Regions from separate parts of the Mus musculus genome. Here all the other regions are linked to region 2. Evidence: chromatin contacts called from public HiChIP or PLAC-seq and promoter capture Hi-C data. All regions are on one chromosome and are shown on one strand. Each heading gives the region's core, a stretch centred on a gene start, on an enhancer-like site or on the middle of the called end of the contact. The rest is flanking DNA. Distances are from core to core; before and after follow the strand shown.

Evidence for each region. Promoter capture Hi-C pulls out the DNA fragments that hold promoters and counts their contacts. HiChIP or PLAC-seq counts read pairs in DNA pulled down with a chosen protein or histone mark.
Region 1: a contact with region 2 is called in an SMC1A HiChIP or PLAC-seq map of the NIH/3T3 cell line, with 7 times the contacts expected there. The contact joins the promoter of Guca2a here to the enhancer-like site in region 2. A contact is called at or near these places in 5 of 39 promoter capture datasets (the 3T3-L1 cell line, 3T3-L1-derived adipocytes, hematopoietic stem and progenitor cells and 1 more), 1 of 15 datasets of contacts at CTCF or cohesin (the NIH/3T3 cell line), 7 of 484 Hi-C or Micro-C datasets (B cells, cerebellar granule neurons, cerebral cortex and 2 more) and 2 of 115 datasets of contacts at active chromatin or transcription factors (astrocytes and embryonic stem cells).
Region 3: a contact with region 2 is called in a promoter capture Hi-C map of 3T3-L1-derived adipocytes, with 2.6 times the contacts expected there. The contact joins the promoter of Exo5 here to the enhancer-like site in region 2. A contact is called at or near these places in 8 of 39 promoter capture datasets (the 3T3-L1 cell line, 3T3-L1-derived adipocytes, the C10 cell line and 4 more), 1 of 15 datasets of contacts at CTCF or cohesin (embryonic stem cells) and 1 of 484 Hi-C or Micro-C datasets (nephron progenitors).

The regions. Positions count from the first base shown.
Region 1 is chr4:119,636,342-119,639,049 of GRCm38.p6, reverse strand. Guca2a (guanylate cyclase activator 2a (guanylin)) reads right to left here and starts at 1,318. Exons shown (of 3, transcript NM_008190.1): 1 at 1,225-1,318; 2 at 238-448. The coding sequence starts at 1,299.
Region 2 is chr4:120,379,522-120,382,221 of GRCm38.p6, reverse strand. The region is part of intron 3 of Gm36574 (a long non-coding RNA gene); the gene reads left to right. Among named protein-coding and RNA genes, the nearest start is that of Gm36574, 16 kb to the left of the region's middle. Within about 2 kb of position 1,326, at least 116 of the 459 cell types and tissues checked have an H3K27ac peak or open chromatin away from gene starts, as enhancers often do. A contact at or near this core is called in 3T3-L1-derived adipocytes, the HPC-7 cell line, the NIH/3T3 cell line and 3 more, where this site is marked.
Region 3 is chr4:120,923,656-120,926,355 of GRCm38.p6, reverse strand. It overlaps Exo5 (exonuclease 5), which reads left to right and starts at 1,351. Exons shown (of 2, transcript NM_028457.2): 1 at 1,351-1,845.

The sequences.
Region 1 (2,708 bases), core at 69-2,568, 740 kb after region 2:
ATGAATTATTGAAGCCAACCAATCAGAGTGCAGCTTTTTACCAGAACAGAAACGGAGTTGTTAGACATGACCCGAAGATGGGATGCAGGACTCCTTTTAACCCCTGCTTCTGAACGAAGGCCTTTCTAAAAGGCTTCAACCAGTGCCACTCAGAACTAGCCAATCAAAGCACACCTCCTCCTCAAGCCCCAACCAATCAGAGGATGTCCTAGCCACACTAGCCAAGAGCGCACTCACCTAGCCTCTGCAGGATCTCCTCGGCGTTGGGTTTCTCGCAGACCGGCCTCAGTGCTTCTGGAAGTGCAGAGTGGCTACTACATAGCTGTGGTGCCACGGGCTGAAGAAGCCGGGGAGCAAACTTCTTGTGACTCACCAGTCTGGGCTCCTGTACCTCGCGGAGACCCTTAAGTTTTTTCACTGACTCCAGAGGAAAGGAGAGGTCTCCATCCTGAAAGAGGCAGCCAGAGCATGAGGCCAGGCTGTAGGCAGCCCTAGCCTGGGTGGCTTGCTTGAGACAATCTAAGGAACAACGTGAGGTCAGACCTCTGTGACCCTGGGTTTGCTAGAGGCCGTAAGTACTGCATACTATCTACCACGTGATCAATGGAGCCGCTTCTGTAGAGCCAGGGATGCTGTGGGTGCCATATGAGCGTGAACTGGCACCCTTATCCGTGGTCATGCTAGCCCAGCCTATCTTTTCCTGCCCGAGGGCTTCCACCTCCAGCCTATCAGAGGCAATACAAGGAACCCAGGGGCGTCCTTTAGAGAATAGGATCCCTGTTTGCTGACAACCCAGCTTGTGTCTGGTGTCACCAGTAGGTATGCCTGACCATCTAGGTTCCCATCGGGTGCAATGGATGCCTAGATTTGAGCCCAGCCACCTCCCTTTTCAGCCATCAGCTTTGGCTGTTTGGGGACTTTAGTGAAGCTCATGATTCTGTTCTGTGAAATGCCACCAACCCTTTCATCCCGGGCCTGCCGAGTCACAATGGGACACTGGAGCAGCCAGACTGCAGGCACTTATTGCTATAGTCTTTCCCAGCTGGTATTTCTTGCTGTCTCCTTGAACGTTTTCCTCTTCCATGTTTGAAGGGAAAATATGGCTGGCTGGCAGGTCTCGGGAGGCGGGGGGGGGGGGGGGGGGACGACAGGTCCCAGAAGATGCCCATCCCTCGTTTCAGGATTCCAAGGATGGGGCTAGACTAAGTAGGGATGGGGTCATACCTGCACAGTGACCCCTTCTACCAGGACAGCCAAGGCACCCAGGAGGCACAGCACAGAGAGCACACAGGCATTCATGGTAGCAGTATGCAATGCAGAGAACAGGCCAGTACTAGTGCCTGGGGTAAACAGTGGGGCTTTTAAAGAGGTTGGGGTTACTCAGTAACCCTGGGGCCTTGTCAGCCTCATCTGCTGCCTGTTGAGCCCCATCAGATAAGGCCAAGTGGAGCCTGGGAGATAAGAGATCAACAGAGCCTGGCAGAGCCCTGGCCTCTCCCTGGGCACTACTGTGACTCACAGCTGGGCTGGGTCCTGGATTTACTCCCGACCAGGATGGCAGATCCAGCCTTGCCCTTGAAGAAAGAGGCCCAGCAAGGTGACTGTGACTACAGTGGCAACAGAGACAGGGCCATTAGCATGGGGGTGGGGAGCACAGAAGAGTTACCTCCCACCCATTCAAAGAAGACCCTGTTAGGAGGAGCAAGAAATGAGCTGAGCCTGGAATGTTCAGGGGGAAGGGAAGAGTAAGTGAGCCCAGAGAGGGGGGAGAACGGGAACACAAAAGCCAGATGAGTCCAGCCTTGGTCTCTGGGATTCAACTTTGCTATTCACAGGCCTGCACTCAAACCCCACCAGCGGCCTGTTTTCGATGTGACTTCCACTCCACATCGTTGCCCTATCAGGTTCTCTGTGCAGACCAATGTGAATACCTCCCTGGTTGGCAGATGCCTTCGTGCTAAGGAGACTATGAGCACCTAAGTGTTCCATGCAGTTCCTGGCACACAGGAAGCCCTCGATGAAGAAGTTGCTGTGCCTGAACAGCAGCAGCGGCTCCTGGTCTCCACTGATGGCTACCTGCCTAGCCCAGTCAGAGCAGTTGGTCCTTAGGCAGTATGGCCCCCTCTGTCCTGCCCTGCCCTGCCCCGAGTGGCTGAGATGGGTCTGTGTGGATCCGGGTCCCTCTAATCTAACCTCTGCTGGGATTGGGGCAAGTCATATATTCACTGCAGGACCTAGAGTGTCCAAGCCCCAGGACCTTAGAGAAAGCAGTCTTGACGGATCCTCTCCTTCCTGCCGATTCACCACACTGCTTGCATTCCCAGTGAGGGACGGCATCCCTAGATGTGAGAACAGTACTAAAGAAGGGGCTGGAGAGGACCCTTGTAAGAAGAAACTAGAAAGTACCTAACCCTGGGACAAGGTCAAGAAACATTTGTTCTTACCAAGCTGTTCTAGGCTGGACTTCTGTTGTCTATTTCCCCAACCCCTACTACGGGGTCATATGCAAATGCCTGCAGGCACTGAGATGCAGATTGCATGTATGCTGAGGTGTGTACACTGAAGGGGTCTTTGTGTGTACAGAGATGTTTGTGAGTACATGAGGTGTGTATTGAAGGGCACATGTAGGCATTCTGAAAGGCATGTGTGCAAAGGTGTTTGTGTGTGCACTGAAGTGTTGTGTGCCTATGTATGCCAGAGTATGACAC
Region 2 (2,700 bases), core at 77-2,576:
ATGAAGACTTTCACGTTCTTATTTTTGAAGAGAGGAAAATGTATGCCAAGATGAATAACTTGCCCATGGTGGCACATCTATGAAATAACAAAGACTGGTTTATCCTGCCAGTATCTTTGGAGGTCACAACCACATGTTTATGGTAACCTTTGAGACCATCTGACCCGGTCCTTTTTTCCTGGTGACGTTGAATACCACTGAGGGTCACTAAGATTACTCGCCAGTTCTAATGAGACAATGTGACCCTGGGTGTGGGTCTCCTGACCCTGCTTAGTGACCTCTTTGCTTCCTTATTTTAAAAGAGCCTAATACATAGACCCACTGCGCATCTCAATGCCTAGTTTGTGATAGATGCAATTGTGGGGAAAAGAGCAGTCTTGGACTTGGGCCAGAGAGATGGCTCACGGGGTAAAAGGGTAAAGGCACTTACCAATGAGCCTGGCAATCCGAGTTCAATTCCCAGAGCCCACAAGATAGCGGAGAACTGATATCTGCAAGTTGTCCTTTGGCCTCCATATTGTGTGCTGTACATAAGCACATGTGCACACACATGCCACAGACACAATAATAATAATAATAATGATAATAATAATTTTTTTAGATACTTGGACTTGTAGAAAGAGGTTCTAAAACCAAATCTTACTTCAATTGCTCACCTAGTAGCTTTAGTAACCTTAAATGAATGTTACTTCCTGGTTTCAGCTTCCATTTTCCAGATAAGGAATAAGGGCACATTGCATCTTAAGGACTGAATTAGAATGGTTGCACCAGAAGGGGCATGAATGCTGAAGACACGGGTCCCTGCCTTCTGCCCTCTGCTCTCAGGATGCACAGCAAGGCTGGCACACAGCGGGAGCTGGAGGGCAACAGGGAGCAGGCTTTGTTGACAGGCCAGACAGTGACTGTTAGGACAGCTAATGTGTCTTTGGCTCCATCTAGCTGAGTGCTCTTCTTAAGGCCATTTCAGGAGCAAGCAATTCTCCCCAGAAAGGCTGGCCTGCAGAAACAAATGATGAACAATAGGTGGCGGTAGAGACCTTTCAGGAAGAGGAGAGACCAGGAACCTGGCGAAATCTGTAGCCAGAGGTTTCACTCTTTTGCTTCTAAGAAGGGAGGGTCTCTGGGGACCGTGAGTCAGGCCATTCTGCTTCTGGGAAGGGGGAGGCACACTTTTGGCAGACGAAGTATTCACAGCCACCCTCTCAGACCTAGCTTTGTATCACACTGAGTGGAAGAAGTTAAATCATTTCCCAACGGGATATAGTTGAGAGTTGGCTCCAACCAAGGCCACTGCTTCCAAATCCCACACTCATCCCAGAGAGTTCATGCCTTCCAGCCAGTGACTCACTCTTGCAACACAGCCTCGTGCTCTCAGCAGTGGGGAGCTCTGTAGTGTTTGAGGATAATGTGCAGTCTCTCTCCGTGGTGGCTGATTTCAAGCTTTCGTAGGACATCATGGAGCTCAGAGTTGAGAAGTCAGCGGTCACTGCTCAAGAGTCTGAGTGGCTCAGCACAGGGCATCCACATGAAGAATGAGGAAGTGTGGCCTTGAACGGCTTCACCAGGCAAAGTGTAGACTTACTTTTCTTTTTCTCATTCATCCTTGAGTATGCATTTCAAATCCCCCTTTAATCCTGCAAAAGTCTTAGTCTTTGCCGCTTTAATTTTGCTTCTCTGGCAATCCCTCCGTTCCGGAACCCCTCTATAGCACTTTCCAACCTGCATCCCTGAGCTGCTAGGGCCATACAATGCTACTTGCTTCCCAGTACCTAACCTCACTTTCCTTAGCAAATAAAATCTATCCTTTAATTAGGTGCATGGCCTCTTAGAATAAAGCCACACTCTCAGTAGTTCTAGACTGAATGCAACCAGGAGCCTTGGAGAAACATCTTTAATGCAAATGAGTGTGTTGGCCCTTGGCCTGTTTCTTTCTATTTGAAAGATGTGTGAGTTGGCTGGAGTAGGGGCAGCACTGGAAGACTTTATGCAGTTGTCTTAGTCCTACACTACATAAGGCTGGACCACTCTGGAAGGAAGTTGCATCTTGGTTAAGCTATGGTTCTTTTCTATTTATCTCCATTCCAGTTTCCAAAAGCAAACTCTGAAACAAGGATTTGCATGCAAGCAGTTTACTGAAGGGATGGACCCAAGAAACACAGCTAAAAAGTCCCATGAGACAGGAAGGAAAGACTAACAAAAGATTAGGCCATGAGCAAGTTATTGCTGGATACAACTGACTCTTATCCTGACAAGACAAGGCTATGAACTGTCTTAAGGTTTTTATGGAGCTGTGACTAGACACCATGACCACAGCAACTCTTATAGAGGAAAACATTTAACTGGGGCTGGCTTACAGGTTCAGAGATATAGTCCATTATCATCATGGCAGGAAACATGGCAACGTGCAGGCATTCATGGTGCTGGAAAAGTAGCTGAGAGTTCTATAGTTGGATCAGCAGCCAGCAGGTGGACAGCGTGACCACTGGGCCTGGCTTGAGCACTTGAAACCTGAAAGCCCACCCTCAGTGACACTCTCTGACAATGCCACACCCACTCCAACAATGCCACATCTCCTAATCCTTTCAAATAATGTCAATCCCTATGAGCCTTTGGGGGCCATTTTCATTCAAACCATTAAAAGGACCCAGTGCCAGATGGAACCTAACTATCCCACCAGTTCAAAGGAAACCAAAGCATTTA
Region 3 (2,700 bases), core at 102-2,601, 540 kb before region 2:
CTAGACTCAGCCACTCATCTTCAATATGCCCTTAATGAAAGAAAGGGGATTTATTCGATGAGGTCACTTTGGAAAGAGGAACAAACACAGAGGCCTAATGATTTCCAAGACTGTCTTTGGGGTTCTGACATGTGGTTTAGGTTTAAACAAAGCAAGAGGGATGTACAACTAAGCAGATCAAGGAACAGTCCTGTCCACAGTTGTCTCAGCTTGTGTCTTCTGCAGAGTGGTCTGACAAGCTGTAAGGATCCTATGAAGTCTCTTCCTGGGAGGTAAGTTCTCCTCTGAATGGTGGGTGGCGGGGGGGGGGGGGGGGGTGGGGGGGTGGGGGGGGGGGTTCTACTGCTTCCATACTGCCAAAGGGAGGGGCACAAGTGCTTCTCTTTTATCTTTGCTCCCACTGTGATTGAAGATAGTATTTCATGGGTTTTACTCCACATTTGGAAATTTCCTCTTTTTTTTTTTTTTTTTTTTCCTACGCAAGTTCCTTGTTTGGAATCTGTTCATCCTCCCCCTGATACAATACACTTTATAAAACCCTGATTCTGGTGAACCCCTTAAACTGGTGACTGAATTAACTAAATGAACCTAACAGCTAGGCTTTATCCTTCTGGACTTTAGACTCAAGTCTAGAGTCCCAGCGCTGAGATTTTTGGTGTGGGTCACCATAGATGCTGGGAAGTATTTTTCAAAGGCTCAGAGGTTAAGAGCACTAGCTGCTCTTACAGAGGACCTTAGTTTGTTTCTCTGTGCCCATGTGACTCAACCCTTCTGTAACTCTGAGGCCCTCTTCTGGCTCCCGAGGGCACCAAGAAGATATGAACCACAGACATGCATGCAGGGAAAACATTCATACACATAAAGGAAAAAACAAAACATTTTTTTTAATCTTTAAAAAGAATCTGGGCATAAGGGCACAATGGCTTGTAATTCCAGCACCGAAAAAGCAGAGGCAGGAGTAACCCAAATTGGAGGCCAATAAAAAGGATAAGAAATAAATAAAATAAAATAAGACACTGACAACTGCCAGCGTCTTTGAAGCTTGAGTTCATGATTGTTCACTAAGCTGGGAAAGCTGATGTCAGGTGCTAAGATCCGGATTCGGGCTCCAAGGGTGTCAGAGGCCAGCTGCACTGGGGACAGCGAGACGACCACCATGACCGTCCTCTCACCGGGCGGGCGTAAGAGAACGAGACGGTAACAGCCTGCACTAGGCACTGGTGGATAAGGAAATACAGCGGACTGCAGACGCCCACTCAGCCCCAGTGTCGCGAGAACCAGGGGCCTGGTGGGTGGGGAGGGGTGTGACATGAAAAGGGGCGGGCCTCCAACCGCCGCCGGGAATTCTGGGACAGGGGTGAAGAGCTAAGGGGCTGCCCCTTTCAGGCACGCCCCTCATTCGGGTTTTTGTTCTGTGCATTTTGGGCCCGCGATTGAGTCTTTGCGCTTGGGCACACCAGGGGGACTGGGGCTGGGGGCTGAGTGGAAAGCACACGCCTGCCTGCGTGGAAGGCCTGTAACGAGTCAGGACGCAGAGGATGAAGGCAGCAGCAGGCAGCCGGAAGCCATCAGCAAGGCAGGGCCTCCGACCTCAGGCTGCGGCTGGGAACCTGGAGAGCAGAACTTACCGCCTGGAGACCTTACCCTTGGAGAGGCCAGTGTTAGGAGGATTTATGACACGCAGCTGCCCTAGCAGTGTGACTCAAGTGGAAACACCATAATGTGAAGGAGTGGTCAGGTGAAGAGAACAGAAGTCCACATTCCATCATAGCAAGGTGCCTCCCCATCTCCCCTCGTTTTAATACATGCTCTTCCCTGTGAGGAGGGAAATCAACTAAGGCCCAGGTGAGTACGAGTTGCCTCTCTCCTGAACTTTTCAGAGCAAATAGATACATAGTAGACCCATCAATGCCTTTGGAAGGAAAGCCACATTTATTGTGTGTTAGTTAATATCTGTACTGTTTTAGCTCTGTGGGCATTGAAGGATTAGCTTACCAGTATACATTTTAAAGATGTGCCAGTCTCATCAGAGAATTTTTGAAATGTGCCCAAGATTATTCAAGAAACAAATAGCAGAACCGGGCGTGGTGGTGCACGCCTTTAATCCCAGCACTCAGGAGGCAGAGGCAGGCGGATTTCTGAGTTCGAGGCCAGCCTGGTCTAGAGTGAGTTCCAGGACAGCCAGGGCTACACAGAGAAACCCTGTCTCGAAAAACCAGAAAATAAAGAAAGAAAGAAACAAACAAACAAATAGCATACCAGCAAATTCTACTGGACGTTTCAAGATTAGATTCAAAATCTGTATCTTCAGGATCCCTAGACTCTTGATGCCGATCTGGTATTTTCTGAACATCTATCTCATTTAATTTTTCACCTAATAATTTTCAGCTTTATCTGTTTTAAAACTTTTAAAACATATATTCATATATAAAATATTTAATATGAATATTAGTAGATATTTCTATATCTTTAAGAAGTCAAGGGGGCTGGAGAGATGGCTCAGAGGTTAAGAGCACTGACTGCTCTTTTAGAGGTCCGGAGTTCAAATCCCAGCAACCACATGGTGGCTCACAACCATCTGTAATGAGATCTGATGCCCTCTTCTGGTGTGTCTGAAGACAGCTACAGTGTACTTATATATAATAAATAAATAAATAAATCTTTAAAAATAAAAAAAAAAAATAAAAAAAAAAAGAAGTC